Regions from separate parts of the Anas platyrhynchos genome. Here region 1 is linked to region 2. The links are chromatin contacts, called in public Hi-C maps. All regions are on one chromosome and are shown on one strand. Each heading gives the region's core, a stretch centred on a gene start, on an enhancer-like site or on the middle of the called end of the contact. The rest is flanking DNA. Distances are from core to core; before and after follow the strand shown. Region 1 overlaps GRAMD1B (GRAM domain containing 1B). Region 2 overlaps CLMP (CXADR like membrane protein).

The links. A called contact is a pair of places that touch in the nucleus more often than the background predicts.
Region 1: a Hi-C map of F5 follicle shows a contact between it and region 2, with 2.9 times the contacts expected there. The contact joins two enhancer-like sites. A contact is called at or near these places in 5 of 8 Hi-C or Micro-C datasets (F5 follicle, liver, skeletal muscle and 1 more).

The regions. Positions count from the first base shown.
Region 1 is chr25:7,730,818-7,738,468 of IASCAAS_PekinDuck_T2T, forward strand. It overlaps GRAMD1B (GRAM domain containing 1B), which reads left to right. Exons shown (of 24, transcript XM_072027759.1): 5 at 608-685. Among named protein-coding and RNA genes, the nearest start is that of GRAMD1B, 75 kb to the left of the region's middle. Within about 2 kb of position 1,789, at least 3 of the 8 cell types and tissues checked have an H3K27ac peak or open chromatin away from gene starts, as enhancers often do.
Region 2 is chr25:7,618,738-7,626,383 of IASCAAS_PekinDuck_T2T, forward strand. The region is part of intron 2 of CLMP (CXADR like membrane protein); the gene reads right to left. Among named protein-coding and RNA genes, the nearest start is that of HSPA8, 17 kb to the left of the region's middle. Within about 2 kb of position 3,059, at least 4 of the 8 cell types and tissues checked have an H3K27ac peak or open chromatin away from gene starts, as enhancers often do.

The DNA of each region.
Region 1 (7,651 bases), core at 539-3,038, 110 kb after region 2:
ACACGAAGCTATAGAAATGAGAAGCAGGAACGCTGATGAGTCCCTGGAGCAGGCTGAGGCTGCTAGGAGGGAATAAAGGCAACATCATACAATGGATTTAAAAAAATAAAAATAAAAATAAACACCTCCAAATTATCCATTTAAAGGGGAAGAGTGACATCTTGTGGGCTCAACATGCAACTCTCCATTAGAAATTTGGTGGTGACCACTTCTGGCTGCTTTATCCTTAAAAAGAGTTCATTTTAACTGCTCTTTTGTCCTGCTGTCCGGAAGCGGGGGCATATGAACAGATAGTGGTTTGGTAGTTGAACGTTAAGCTGTATGAAACCATTGTGGGGTGGTGTGATGAAACACTCTGTAGACAACGTGCAAGGTTACTTCTGTATCTGAAAGTTCTTAGAAAAGCATTACTGACTGGAAGTAAGAGGCTTCGAACCAGTCACTCCTGTTGTATGTCAGATATGAGCTTACTTCCTTATATTTTTCTTTGTATCTCTAAATATATGAAGAATGAAGCTTGTGTTTTTTCTTGTTCTGGCTTTAAAATCAAAACGTTTCACAGGGACTTATCAAAATCTGTCTTAATTGCTTCTGTTTTCTATTGCAGCAGTCAGCAGAGCAGCCAGCAAAGCAGCCACGATGATGACTCGTCTCGATTCCTGAGCCCTCATATGCGTGACGACAGGTACGTCTGTTCATGCTCAACTAGGGGAAATTCCTGGAAACACTCAGTAAAATCAGATGGTCTGGGCTGACTGAGACCTCATTTTCCCTCTGTTTCTCAGTTATTTAACCAGAAATGTCACATACTTAAAAAAGCATGACTTAACCGGTCTTATCAATGCCTAAAAAAGGCATATTTTTCCATGTACTTAAAAGTAGAACTTGGGACAAACACATCCAGCCCATGACGTAGCCTAAATTTTATCCTCAGGCTCATTCTCAGACTAATTCCCTGAAACTTTATCTGGTATAGAAAGCTTCATCAAATCCCCTCTGTATTGATCATTAGCAGCTCTGATCCTTGAGTGTACAAGTGAAATTTTGTATGTAATTCTTGTCCCTACCAAGTACAATATTGAGACTGGCTATTGTATTTTAGATGTGATGTGTGGGGACAGTCCCCAGGTGTCTACAGCTCCTTTCTAGCAGCTCAGTAAAAAACTACTGTGAAGTTTGAGAAGCAACTTAAGTTTCTTGTACTTAGGGTTGATTAATGACTACTTTAAAGTGCAGTGTTGGCACAAAAGCTGTTGAAAAACAAATGCTTATTTTTGTGTGTGATTTATTGTTGCTTTGCCAAGGACTATATGATTATTAAGACTTTCGCTCTATCTTGTAATTCATCTTGTGAGTCTGAAACCACTTTTTCTTCTGCTGTGCATGAATTATGAGCCCTGAACTGCTGTCACCTTTCTGTCCTGGGCCAGCTCCTGCAGGCCTGTTTCCCTAATAACACCTTTGGGCCCCAGTGTTTGGTCTGGTCTTTGGTTTCTGAAAGTCGTGTGATTTTGTTACTGCGTTGCACAGGGGAGTTGTTGCATTTTCCTTAATGTTGTGATCGTGGATCATAGCTGCTGCATAGGGGATTATGAGAAGCATCTGAATATGGCTTCTGCTCTGTGTGCTCTTATTGTGGCATAGTCAGAGAAGAGCTTTGTTTCAGCTCTGTTACTCAGTTATTCCACGCAAGCTGTCTCTGAGGTCGAAGGTTTTTCCGACTGGCTCCAGGAGGGTAAACTCTTACCGAACTCTTACCAATTCCCCACTGTGATATCAGAGGCCAATGGATTGAGTAAGAACTGAATAGCAGCTGAGGAGGCATCTGAGGAATTGACTCACTGGAGAGAACATCCTGACCCTGAAGAGCTAATTAATATCCCAACAGAGTTTGGCTCTGAATTAGCACTTGGTAGTTGCAGCTAACCTTTTCTTCCATATGTTTCACTCCAATTATCGGTCTCTCTGGTGCTGTGGAGCCTGGCATAATTGACTAGTGGGGAGTGATGTTTGCAACTAGTAAATAAAGAACCTGACAGCAAAGCAGATGGACACTTAGATTATACCTGGGCTTCCTCTGTGTAATGCATGCTGGTATAGCATTTCATTTTGGACTCTGTAGGTTAAATAAGGTTAGGCTTCATTAATACTCTGATGAGGGTTTTCTGGACATAGGAAGATGGGAATAATTTGGAAGTGCTGCAGGTTTCACATGTAGACTTTTTGAGAGCCTTTAGACTGGTGCTGAGAGCATCTTAGTGTCTGGAAGAGATGCTTCAGCTGGAGCACTGTTGGAGCTCAGACCTATTTATGCAGGGCCGGGGTGGTGGAGAGCACGCTGACCTCTCTGTTATCAGGGGACCTGCAACATTCTTGCTGCCCGCAATAAATTTCAAGTTGGTTTGGTTTCATGGAAAAATACTGATCCTAAAATGACCCATATGAAGGCAAGTAAATTGTCTTTATCTCTTTTTCCTTTGCCAAAGTAATTTCATCGAGCTCTGCTAGTACAGCTGCTTTGGATAGCAGTGACTCTTGTCCATGAAACTTGACAAAAATGTCTTTTGGTAGTGAAATGCATTTCAAGTTTCCTGTAAGATGTGAAGTAGGCTAATGAAATCTTTGAGTGCTTGCTGTTCCTACTAGCAAAGTTGAAGGTGGTTTCTGAAGCATCTTGAAGCTGCCAGGCTTTTACAAATGAACGAGGAGGTACTTTCTCACTGTCCTTATGTGGTGGTATTTTGACCAGTAACAATGGGTCCTCAGACCACAGGTTTCGAGTTCTTCTCACAGTCGAAATGGTAAAGACCTGCAGGCAGTTCCCTCTGCTTGTTTCATTGACTTACCATACAGAAGCTGTAAGTAAAAATAACAAGGGTTTCAGCAGTCCTGTGAGTTGTGGTAAAAGCTGAGCAGAAGAGGAGACAGCAAGAAATCATGTGGTGTATACCAAAGGGTGCACCTTCTCTTGGCATGCTGCCCCTGGTGTTGCAGGCAGGAGTCTGTGCTGCACTGGAAGGAGCAGAGCAGAGTGAGCAAAGATCTGCACCCACTTCAGTACGTCTGGAAAAGTGCTGAAAGCTACTCCAGCCCAAATAAAGGGATGCTGAGTTTTTATGTTGACTCTGAGATTTAAAATATATATATATGGAGAGGAATACATAGCTGAGGATGGCCGACACCGAGACTAGGCAGAGCCAAGATCTTAACTGCGTGCTTTTCCTGTAAAAGATGGTACCAGGGAATGCTGCTAGTGGAGTTAACTGCTCGGTGATGGACTTCCAAGGATCGTGCTCCAACCCTCAGGCTCTTTCGGAGAAGACTCAGTTTTGTTCTGCTGGCAGATGCACTCGGTTCTCCCCAGCAGTTGTGTTCCTTGAGGTGTGAGCGCTGCTGTTGGCTGGTGCAGTGAGAAGTACGGCCATGGTCCAGAACCCGTGCCCTGACAAGGTGTCCTGCAGCACCGCGGTGAAGCAGGGCTGCCACTTGCGTGTATCTTCTCTGAGGAAAAAGCTGGCCTTCTGCACAGTCATGTAAGTTGTCATGTGTCTATCATACCTGATTGTTTATGCTGACAGGGAGCCCATACAGCTTTTATTTTGTCTTGGGGTAAATAAATGCTGTGCAGGTATTTTTGGGGCCATGTAAGGGAAAAGAGGCAGGCTAGAAGGAGAGCTGGGTTTTGCCTGGGCTCAGGTGCCTGCTGTCTGTGTGAGCTTGGGTGAATTGTTTCATGTTCTGTCTGTGTAATGAGGAGGTCAATTCTTTTCTAACCTCAGGAAAACAGATAAAAAAGATAGTGAGTTAAGTCTGTGGGTTGCTCAGATGCTGAAACACCCCAACCACATGAGTGTGAAGATAAGCAGCGGAGCTGAGATGGTGTCCAAATAATTGTGCTTGCAGTAGCTGCTTCATTTAAACTAATTCAAAGAGTGGACAAGGTTGGGATGCAGACGGACAGAGACTTGGGTGAAATATGTGCACGTACACAGTCACTAGTCCCTGTAACAAGACAAGGTTATGAATGAATTGCCTTGAACTTTCATCTAAATGAAGTCTAAGGTCATGAGCCTGCTTCTGTTTGAACCAAGGTCTTGTTCTTTGTCATGACGTTGAAGTACCTATCAGGTATAGGACGCGGGGAATTTTAATTAAGAGTAAATATTAAGCTACTGAACTGGAGGGAAAATCAGTCCTTAGCCTCATACACAGTCTGAGGAGGAGAAACACTGATAAGGTCAAAAGAGGAGTGTGAAAAGTACGGGGATAGAAAGCAGTAGGATGTGAAAAGGAGAGGAGAGAAGCAGGTAGCAGTTTACAGTGATCATATCAAAATGGAGGAAATGGGGAACAGCTAGTCTTACAATGTTTTGTTTTAATATGCCCTACATCTTGATTGCAGCTTAATTAGTCCCCCAGTGTGTACAGTATCTTGTTCTGATAATTCCAGGGCTGTGGGACTTGTTTTTCCTTTGCTTTCCTTTGTGTAAGTTACTAAGTGTTTCTCAAACAATGGCTCAAAATTTGCGAGAGCTTGCAAAAAGATTAGGGAATGGCTCAAGACATAGACAAGTTTAAGAAATTCTGCCTCCTGTTTGGATTTCTAAGAAGTTGTGTGAAGATCTGAAATGAGATCAAACTTTTAAGATGCTTGTGCCAAAGTTACATCCTTGGGGTGTTTAACAAGTCAGTAGGAGTTCTGTATTTTAGCAATGTACCCATGACTTGCTTATGCTGCATCTTCCTAGCCTGCATCCCTTTTCCCCCGACACGAAGAGAAGCTAGCATTAATGTACTGTGTGCCCATTTACCTGCAAGCGGAGGCACAACAAAGTTAGCTACTTCTGTTGGCCACGAGGGTCCTGATATTAGTTAAACACCTGAATAACCATTATTTGTCAGGGGTGGATGCAAGCATGGTCTTTAGGGAGGTTTTCAAAAGTGGTGAACCTGTTGTGAAGAGCTCAGGCGGAGGTTCCAGAGTGTCACAGAGCATAACCCTGATGCTTTTGCAGTAACTTTAGAGCTAGATCAATATCCATACTTCCTTTAAGCGTTCCTTAGTCAGCTGGATTTAACATTCAGTGGACTAACTTGGGAGGAGTTTAACCAGAATGGCACTAATCTCCTTCGTCACATCGGAAAGATGGTTAATAATTAGGGTCAGAGCTAGTGTCTTCCCTCTTCCTAATTGCTGCTGCTTCCTGAGCCCCAGCATTGACTCTTGGCTGTGGAAGACAGAAGAACAGTTTAAGAGCAGCTCTCCTCCACTCGGATTGCCAGATTTGCTACTGTCAGCAGAGCTGTTGTGAATGGAAATAGCACCTGCCCTGTTCCTCATACGCCAGCATTGTTCCTTTTGAAGACGGGCTGTTGTTAATTACAGTCTGCCTGGATCTGGCTCTGTTGGATAAGGCAGGCTGCTAACAAGCAGCTGGAATAAGATGAATTTTGTCTTTGTCTTAAATGGGAGTCGTCTTTTGCACCTGGCATCCCAGCTCATTGGGTCTGCCCTGTAAGAGGGTTAAGCCACCCGATAGAAAGTCATCTTTTCTCCCTAAAATCCTCAGTCAACCTCTTTGAGTGGAGATAAGGGTGCTCTCTTCACTGAAAGTCTGCGCTGGATTTGATTCATCAAAGTTGTGCTCCACTCACTGTCTCTTTTACTCTTGCTCTTTAGTTTTAAGGAAACTGAACTAAAATTTTTTTGTGACTTCAAAGCAAGAGCAGTAGTCCCTGTGCTTCCCTTCTCTGTGACTGAGGGGTGTGGAGGGACTGATACCTCTCCTGCTTGTCTTACTGGGGCCAGAGACAAGCAGGAGACCCAGCAGGAATAATTGGTGTGCTCATGCTCATGCACTTTGTTGTTGCTGTTGCTCAGCATGTGAGTCTGGAGCTTTGATGAGTTCAAAGCTATTGGCAAGCTTGAGAACAGGGTTATTTTATGCTTTCTGTAGTAATGTAATATCGTGCCTCTGGGCATTAGCTGATAGCCACTGGTGAGAGGGAGTTTAATTGATACCATGAATAGTTTCTGTGCAGATAAGGAGAATAGATTGTGCAAATCCCCTCCATCACCAAAAAGAAACCATTTTTAATTCAGTCCTCTGCTCCAAGCAGTCATGGCAAAATACCTGCCTGTTCCCTTCCAAAAAGTTGGCTTTGGCATAGAGCTTGTAGTGTGAGAACCTCCACGCAGGTCAGTAACAGCTGCAGGAGAAGACATGGTCACAACAGATGCAACAGCAGGGCAAAGCAGGATTCAGATCTCGCTTCTCCATTTCCTGATCAGTTCTGTCTCTGTTGGACTGGTGTTATCATTGATAAACCTCAGCGTGCCTTGCAGATCTCACTGAATGCAGAGGAGGTCTGGCAGGCCTCATGTGGCTGTGTTGCTAGCTCGTGATGCTCAGGAACATGAGGAAGAGGAGAGGACTCATTTCACTGTCCCTTTTTTCCCTTATCTGAGGCCCTGGGCAGACCCTACTCAGCCTTCCTTCTTGTTACCAAGAGCAGAGGGCTCAGCTGTGTAAGTATTTCCCTTGCAGACTTTAAGTGGTGGTCACCCCATCAGTGCTGTGTCCTTGGGGAGCATTGGGATTGTCAGTGTTACAGCTGTTAGCTTGAGGCATATGGAGAAGCAGGAGTGAAGCCAGCAGGAGGCTGGGGTGCAGCGCTGCAAACCATCTCCTTCCACAGGCCTCTTGCTCTGTGTAAGCCTCCTTGGCCCTTGTCCGCAAGCTTCCATGCAGAGTGCTGTCAGCTGCTGACCCCTTGTGTGGATTCACCTTCCAACAAAGCCTGTGCTGTGCCTCAGAGCCCTTGCGAACTTCTGTTGCAGTACAAAAACTTCAATACTGCTCTAAAATCAGCCATCAGAGGGTCTCAGAGGACTTAATTGATTTTAGCCTCTTACAGCCAGAGGTAGGCTTTTTAAAGTTGCAGAGGAGTGATGCTTTTTGAGGGAGCCTGCTGCTAAATTCAGATAGAGTTTGGCCAGGTTTATGCAGTGACATGACTTCAGATCTACGGACTGGAGGTTCCTAAATTGCGGAACAATGTGAATAGATGGTGAACAGATGCCTTCTTAAACTGGGGCACAGTCTGGGATGAATCTAGGAGCTGTGTTTGTCCTTTAATTCTATTGCATGTACCCAAACGTGGTATGGGAGCTCTGAGTGCACCAGTGATCTCTTCTCTTTAACAGGTAGAAATGAACCAGCACTGAAAGTTAGTGCAAGGCTTCCTTTGAAACAACCGTGTGGGCAATACCTCTGTCTTACAGTGGGAGAAAGCCACCTTCCTTTATGCAGGAAACATTTTAACCGAGGTGTCATCAGAAACCACAGCTTATCTGAGAGTCCTGTTGTGAGCATGCCTGGCACCCCAGCTGCATGGAAAAGATCTCAGAGTATGGTGTTGCTTCTATTTTGTGGTGTGGCTGACTGATCGATGCTGTGCAGTAAAACAAAGGTGTTATTTAGAAAAAAGAAAAAGGGAAAAAAAAAGATTGCGTACAGCTCTTCAGGTCCCAGTCTCCTAATTTGTAGTGACTTGCTTGATGTGCAGTAGGCATAGAAAAGAAGATAAATACTCAAGTGAGTAGCTGGGGGAAGTGTTGAAGGGATAAGCAGGTTAAAACCCATCTGTT
Region 2 (7,646 bases), core at 1,809-4,308:
CTTTGCACTCCAGAGCTGCAAACGCTCAAGTCACAGAAACTTTTGCTAATATATCCACCTACATCCTCCGTGCACTCAAAATTGCAGATTGCCTCCTTGGTTTTGCCCTCTCCTTTTATTCCCTTGTTTTGTAAGTGACGTTTTAGCCTGAAAGACCTTTGGAGTCCATAGATTTATTCCTACATCAGCCTGATGATGCTTAGAGTCTCTTTCCTAAAACTGAATGTTTCTGCATGCAATTCAGCTCTGGAAACAAGAAAACAGCCTGGCAACCTTACAAAAGCATGGTGCGAGTAGAATAGCGAAGTCTCTTTGAACAGCAACATCAAACAACCCAACCAAGCACCAGAAGTCATCAAAAACGGTTTGTCAGGAAAAAAGAAGTTGCCAAGACGAACCACTAGATGGAAGCTGCGTCCTTTCAACGTTCACAAGGAAAAACCCCAAACACAAGCTAACGCCCTGAAGCCAAAGCCAGCAGATGGCGCATCCCATAAAAGTGTAATTTTCAACCAGCACCGCTTAAATCATAGCGAAATTCGCAGTTTCTGTCCCGGTTTCCTTCCGTATTGCAGCCCTGCTAGAACTAAACTGAATCAGAGGGCTGATTCTTTGCTTTATAGATCTCCAGATCTATAGATACCAGAGCCCAGACAATACACGGGCTCTGGTAAGCTCAGTTTCGATTAAAACCAGCCCAAAAAAAGATCAGAGGTATGGAAAGGAAAACCTGTGTGCTTAGATTTTCAGATTAGACTCTCAGATTTGCTACAAAACCAAATGAAAATGTTTGCAAGCGAGCTTTCACGTGGCTTTGTGGCATGAATGCCATTTGCCTTCTGTGTTGAATCTTCAGAGTGCAGCTGGGTTGTTCTTAAGTTTTGCTGTGCAAGAAGAAAGCCCCCAAACATTTTTATTTTATTTTTTTTCCCCTGTGAAAAGAAGCAAGCTGAAATCTCTCAATTTTTAGACCAATTACCATGAAACAGATTAAAACAGTGAGAGCTGGCAGCAGGAGGAAGATACGTCACACGTGTATTGAACACACAACCCCATGATTACATAGCAAGATTACTGGCAGGAGCTTGAGAAGCTGTAGTTACGTAGGCTAAATTTATTCCTGCATTTGCATTAAAACACTGGGAGACTTTAACCTTAAAAAAAAAAAGGAAAAGTGACATCAAGTGACATTGTCTTAGCTTTCTCTGTTACTCTGTTTATTCTGAACAGAATTACCCACCCTGTTCCCACTCCTGTTTTCAGACCATGACCATCCCTCAGCTCCCAATATTCAGTCAATGCTTGTCGAGCACTTGTATAGAAGGTATCTGCTACACGCACACATGTACAAAAACCAAAAACACTTTGAAATATCAGACAGGTAGAGTCTTGCAAAGGATCAAACACTCCGCTCTGCACAGATCTCTGCATGAATTGATGAGCATGAAAGCTCCTTTTCAGTCACATTAGCTGCTTTCTTTAAAGGGAAAATTAATCCACTTTATCACTGGATTCACTAGTCCCAAAGCTCCATCTGCCAAATACAATTATACCTTCTGCCTAAGACAAATGCCTGCTCTCTCCTGCAGCCACATTGCTGCGGGCTGCCTTCATTAACACGCTGATACTCACTAGATGGCTGATCAATAAGTTTAATTAAAGCGCAACAGTAGCGAGCATTCACATCACATTTGCAGCAGCTTCAGAGTGCAATGCCAGCAGAGCACTGAGATTTTGTATACATATCACGGGGTATTCTAGATTTTAAGACGCAGTTTTACGTTAGAAACTCTGATTGGGATTAAAAATTGCTTTTTGATGGAGTATATTTGTATCACTTTCCTTCATCACTGCCTTGGATAGACTTTTTAGGAGGGCACCTTGGTCTATTCTTGTTGCCCCCAGCAAGCAGGCTCTGAATTTCAAGAGTCCTTCACCTGTAAACTCATCTTCTATAGAGGAGTAAGATCAGGGAGCCATCTAGCAAGAAAGCATCTGCAAATTCCTAAAGCACCTAAGGCCTTTTCAATGGTACATTCACCATCAGGTACTTGGAAGCTGATTCACCATGCAACTGCAGGCTGTATTCATATGAACTGAATACCAGAGCATCACACAGGTTTTGTGCTCCCTTTTCCATGACATAGCTGTCTTTCTTATTCAAAAAAAATCCCTTTGGTCCTTATTGGTTCTTTAAGTCTACAAATTCTAAAGGAAGCCTGCAGGTGCTCTAGACAAAACCTTCACTTTCTCTTTCCAGTCACCTATACCTGCACAAAGACAAAAGGAAGCTCAAAATACAGCTTCCTAGAAGTACTCAGAGGATGCTGGTTATCAAAATTACCTGTTTAAAATCTGAAGAGAGCTTGAAGCAAACAGCTCACATGCTTTCCTCATGCTTTTTTGTCTCACTGTGGCAATAAGTGAGACAATCACACAGAAACAAAAATTTGCCTTTAGACATGAGCTGGAATTTGTCTTTGAAATGGAAAGGAACTAGAGACCATGTCTGAGCAGCAATCTAGTTACTTTGAGTTATTATTCACAGAATAAATGCTATCTGAGGTTCTCTCATTTATCTGCAGATGAGACCCAGCAAGAACAGCTCAAAGAAATGGGAGTTTGCAGATAGCATTTGGTTATTTTCCAGCCTAAATTGTTTAAATGAGGAATTCCTTATGGGCAACCCTTCATAGCAGCAAACAGCCCTGCATGCTGGCCAAAGCACACATCAGTGGGTTTGAGCAAGCAGCTTGCTCTGGGCAAGCCTTTTGCTGTGCTGGGTGGGTGCAGAGGGCTCCAGACCTTGCCCCTTACCCAGCTCCAGAAAGGCAGAGCACATTCTGGGTGAGGCCTTTTGTGCTGGCTGCAGCAGATGGCAGTAGATTAAGACAAGATTTTCTCAAATGTCAGACCCCCGGGTCTCGCTCAGTAATGAAATATGTATGCAGGCTCCACAGTTCTTACCCAAAAAACCTCTTCCCCTTCCACATCCTGTGTGGGGCTCTTTGCCACAAGTCATTCAGCAATTTACTCAGCCTGCGTCCCACGACTCCAAGGGAGGTCGGTTTGTTTCTGTGGAGCAGGAGCCCTAAACCCATTGCAAAGCAGTGGCTCACGGGCCTGAAAAAAGCCTTGGGTGCGGTGCCAGGCTTGCTGACACACTGCAGCATTCTCTCTTTGGGGGAGGAGACCTTTGTAATGCCTTAACACTTGCACAATTGTTCAAGAAGACAATAGCTCTGGCACCCAGTAGAGAAGAGAGAAAGATTTGTCATTTATCCCTCGTTAATGCTTCAAATCCAAGGAATACAGAGCAGCAAGTATTTTAAACAATAACAAGCAAACGCACCTAAGAGAACAATACAGACAGTACAGCACCAGATTTCAGGATACGGACAGATCCAGCCAGCCAGGGCACACAGGCAGAGTTTAGCCATCAATACCAGGCCCTTCTGCCTTGCATTCTCAGAGTCAACAAAATAAAAATGAGGACAGTAGTCCAAGTACTTCCCAGAACTCATATAAACACTTAAGTGACAGAATTTTAAGTGCACTGCAGATACTACGTGAAGGTTTCAATTTCCCGAAAAGCCTGCCTTTTGGAGTGGACTTAGAGAGAAGGAACCATCCCCAGTGCAATCACAACAAAATACTCATCACAACTGGGAGTTGTCAGACCTCAGTTTTCCCAAAGAAGTGTTTTCATGAATCCCAATCAAGATCACACATGCTTTCACATATATTATTATAAAGCTCAGTTTTATTTTCATGGCCATGCAATACCAAGAACACGTATATATCGACACTAATACACATACTGAGAACATTAAATACACACATCTATAAATGCACAAGAATAAATGCAGAGAGCAGATTGAAAATGTTATGCTGACATTTTTAGGCAAATTCACGTGCTAAAAGCTAAAGAGCTTCCAGATTTAAATCTTTCATTAGCTTCAGAAAGCAACTTGAATTAGGGAGTCATGCTAAATATATTCAATACTTCTAAAAAGTAAAAAGCTGTATTGTATACTTGTCTGCTACAGTTAGAAGGAATAGCTTACAAAAATCCAAAGAATTGTAATACAAGAAATCCATAGTGACACCTCGCAAACCTGGCCCAAACCATAACCAAACCAAGATCATTTGGGATATCAATGTCAAAAACGGGGCCCCAGGGGCTTCCCTTGTGAAGCTAAACTTTTCAGCTAAACTTTAAAGATTTTTTTGAAAGTTTATTTTGTTTCTTACGGAAAATTACATTTTCAGCAGCCTATTCCAGGCAGTAATGTCCGAGAAGTAGAAACACAACCTGTAATTTCCCTGTGACTTGAGGCATCCTGGGCTAGGAGGAGATGAAGTGGATTCCTGAAGCTTCAGGGCTCATTTGGAAAAGTTAGGGTCACCAATTCAAGTTAGTGAAGTGACGTGTAAATACTTGTTTAAATTAAGCAAAGTTTTATAGAAGTGCTTTACTAAATGCAAACCTTAATAAAAGATGTTTAACGTGGATTGTCCTAGGCCAGTCACCTAGCCTAACCCCATTTTGGAAACTTCAGCCTTGAAGGTCAAAACACAAGCACCTTTCCAAATAAATCCATGACGTAGCTTACATTTTTATATTCCTCCAGTACAATAAGCTAGCAAATTGTAAGAAATTTCAAAAATAATCTGACAAGTAGCAAAGCAGGAGACCTCACAACACCATATCTACCACTCATGCTCCAAGCATTTATTTATACACTTGATTTTTATTCTGCCACTTACATTTTCCATTTGTTATGGAAATTTATTATGGAAATATTTATTTCAATTTATTTATGGTCAATATTGCCCATCTCAGTTTTAACAGTGCTGTTTGCATCTGGATCTTAATTCTATGGGGTACTGTGCACAAGGTTAAAAACGTGCATTTGGAGGCATTCTTTGCAGTAGAGAAGCAGGTGAAGAAATTAATAATTTTGGTAGCCTGTCAAGTCCTCTTGGGGATGCTCTCAAATGAATTATTTTCACACCTCAGTGCAATCCCACTGCCTGATGATGGGGAAGGTTTGGTCTTGCAGTGCTCTGAATAACACATTCTTCTCAAAATCCAGGGTTGCTGTTAGAAAACCACCTTGGTGTGTCCAACAATCCCACGCTCAGCTAGACCTGCAGGCTGAACTGCTTGTAGAAGTATACTTCATTTAGACCATTTTGACTAAAATGAATAAAAAATTTCTACTTAAACAGTTTAAATTAGTCCACACTCCAAAGAGTAAGTGTCCACTGTATTATTCAGACAGGTAACGTTTCTCTAGCTGAATAACCCCATACATTTGACTCGCTTATTGACAGGCTTAATACATGCAATCCACTCAAGCGAGTATTTAAAGAGAGTATCTGTCTAAACAATATATACACAAGAGTAATGTTTGAGAGTTAAAAAACAGCTCAGCCTGACATGGTGCAACTTCGAACCACTCCTTCATGCCAGGAATTTAAGACTTCACATCTGTTAGATCTTACTGCAGTCTTGTAAGAATTTATTTACTGAGCTTCTTCATGGAAAAGCAAAAGTCTGCCCTCGCTCCATCTAGTGCTCTCGCGAGTGCTAATGAACAAGATCTGAGCATTTGGTAACAAACAAATTTAGTATTTTACATGCTTCAATAGGAGGCTGACTACAGAATTCTTTGTGGCCAAAAAACTACATCTGAAGTAAAATTTAAGAGATGGTTGAGTGATTTTGAAACTCAGATCAGCCAAGTATCAATGACACTACAGACACTAGTTCTACTTCTTCTCTGCTGAGAAATGAATCATTTTTTCTTCAAGTTATTACTGATCAGTAGCGATAGGACAGACCTGAACATCATCTTGCATCTCCCCTTTAAGTTTCCTGTAGTTTCTGCTGTGGACAACCAAAATGGTGAATAGCTACTTCAGTTTGTGACAGAGCTGTAAGAACCCACAAGGTTGACACCGCACACTCGCCATCAGACCACGCTAGCACTAACAGTTAGTTACCCTGACAGTATTTTAGGCCAAAATAAATACAAAATGGTGTCTTCTTACAGACAGCTATTTTGCATTCTTTGTGCAAGGGAGGAAAAGCTGGGGGCGGCTGGAAGTCTCCTAAGGATAATTAACTCAGCCAGGGCTGTGCTCTGGGACATCTGCTTTCTGTATTCCTTGGCTGGCAGAGACAGAAAGGCCAGGGGTCGCCTTCCCCCTGAGAGCCCAAGTGCTCCAAGTGACCAAGACCTGGCCCCCAGCGCATGCTGCCTGCAGCCTGCTCCCCTCAGCCTCCCTTTGATTTCAGGAATTTGGTTGTGAAGTGAAAGCATCTCAAATGAGAAAAATGTGAGCTAGCAGTCAGTTCCCGCAGGGACAGGCTGGCTGTGTCAAAATGAAGGGGTCGGCCTATCCTCATAGCACTGCAGAGGTCCTCTGTAATTGGAACCACATGCGCTGGGGCTGAGGTTTGAGGAGGCTGTTAAACAGAAAGCAAAGGCAGCTCCAGCACGCTGCCGAGTTTCCACGGGGGTGACGTGAAGTCTTTGGAATTGAAACCGCTGCAGAGCTAGGAAGGCCCAAGGAGAAGAGAAAAAGCCGCGTTTCACAAAGCCAGAGCCTCTGATTTTTAGAGGTTTGCAAGGACAAAGCAAAAAGCGCAGGAGGGGGCGAGAATCGTCCTGGTGATACAGAGGCCAGAAGAAACACTGCTGTGGCGAGCAGTGGTGAGCTGTTGCACCAGCATAGTGGCAGAGCACACCATGCGTGCACAGAAATGCCCTAAATGCAGTGTCCATGCTGCCCCTAGTGCCAGTCTGAGGCTGATAAATGAGAGACTCATAGCAGTACAAGTGGCCACATTCAATCTAAGGAACCTACCTACACATTCCTAGGCGCAAGAGGTAAAATTGTCCCCCAAAAAAGCCAGCAGGAAGCTTGCCTTCAACACCAACACGCAACTGAGTCCAAACCCTGCAGAGACTCTGGAATACTGGAAAAATGTCAAAGCATTCGGTTAGCTGAGGATCCTCAGAGACAGCCAGCAGCTATGTATGTACTGTGTCTGTCCTTTTTCTCATTGTATTTTAAAATCAAGTGCAAGTAGGCAGGTCTGGATTTATATCCCTGGAGACCACAGAGAACAGAACAGACTACATCAGAACTGCTTCTTCCTATTTAATAGGTCACAAAATGTTTGTACAGAGGGATGTGTGAAGTCCCTTAGCCTCTAGTCCAGGCATTTCATCAGGAAAATGATCCAGGTGTCTTCTTTTTACAGGAACACAGCTCATCTAAGCCTTTCAGTAATGCAGCTGGTGATTTCCAGCTGCATGGATGAGATCTGTGCAGAGACTGTCAGTATGTATCACATCCTCAGGGGGCTGAAGCACCTAAGGCTGTCGGATATTCCCTTTTCCTCAGAGCATCTCTGGGCTGCTTTGAGTACCCTACAAAGGTTTGTGCTGAGTGTGGTGGAATAGTTCTTTCCCCAAACCCAGCTATGGTTTAAGATTAATGTTAAGTCATCCGTCTTGTCAATGGGCAACATGAGAGCACGAACGGGTTCCCCAGTCACATTTCAAACCCTTGTGTCTTGAGTCACAGCCCAATCTGAGAAGTACCAGGTTCTGGAATACACCAGAACA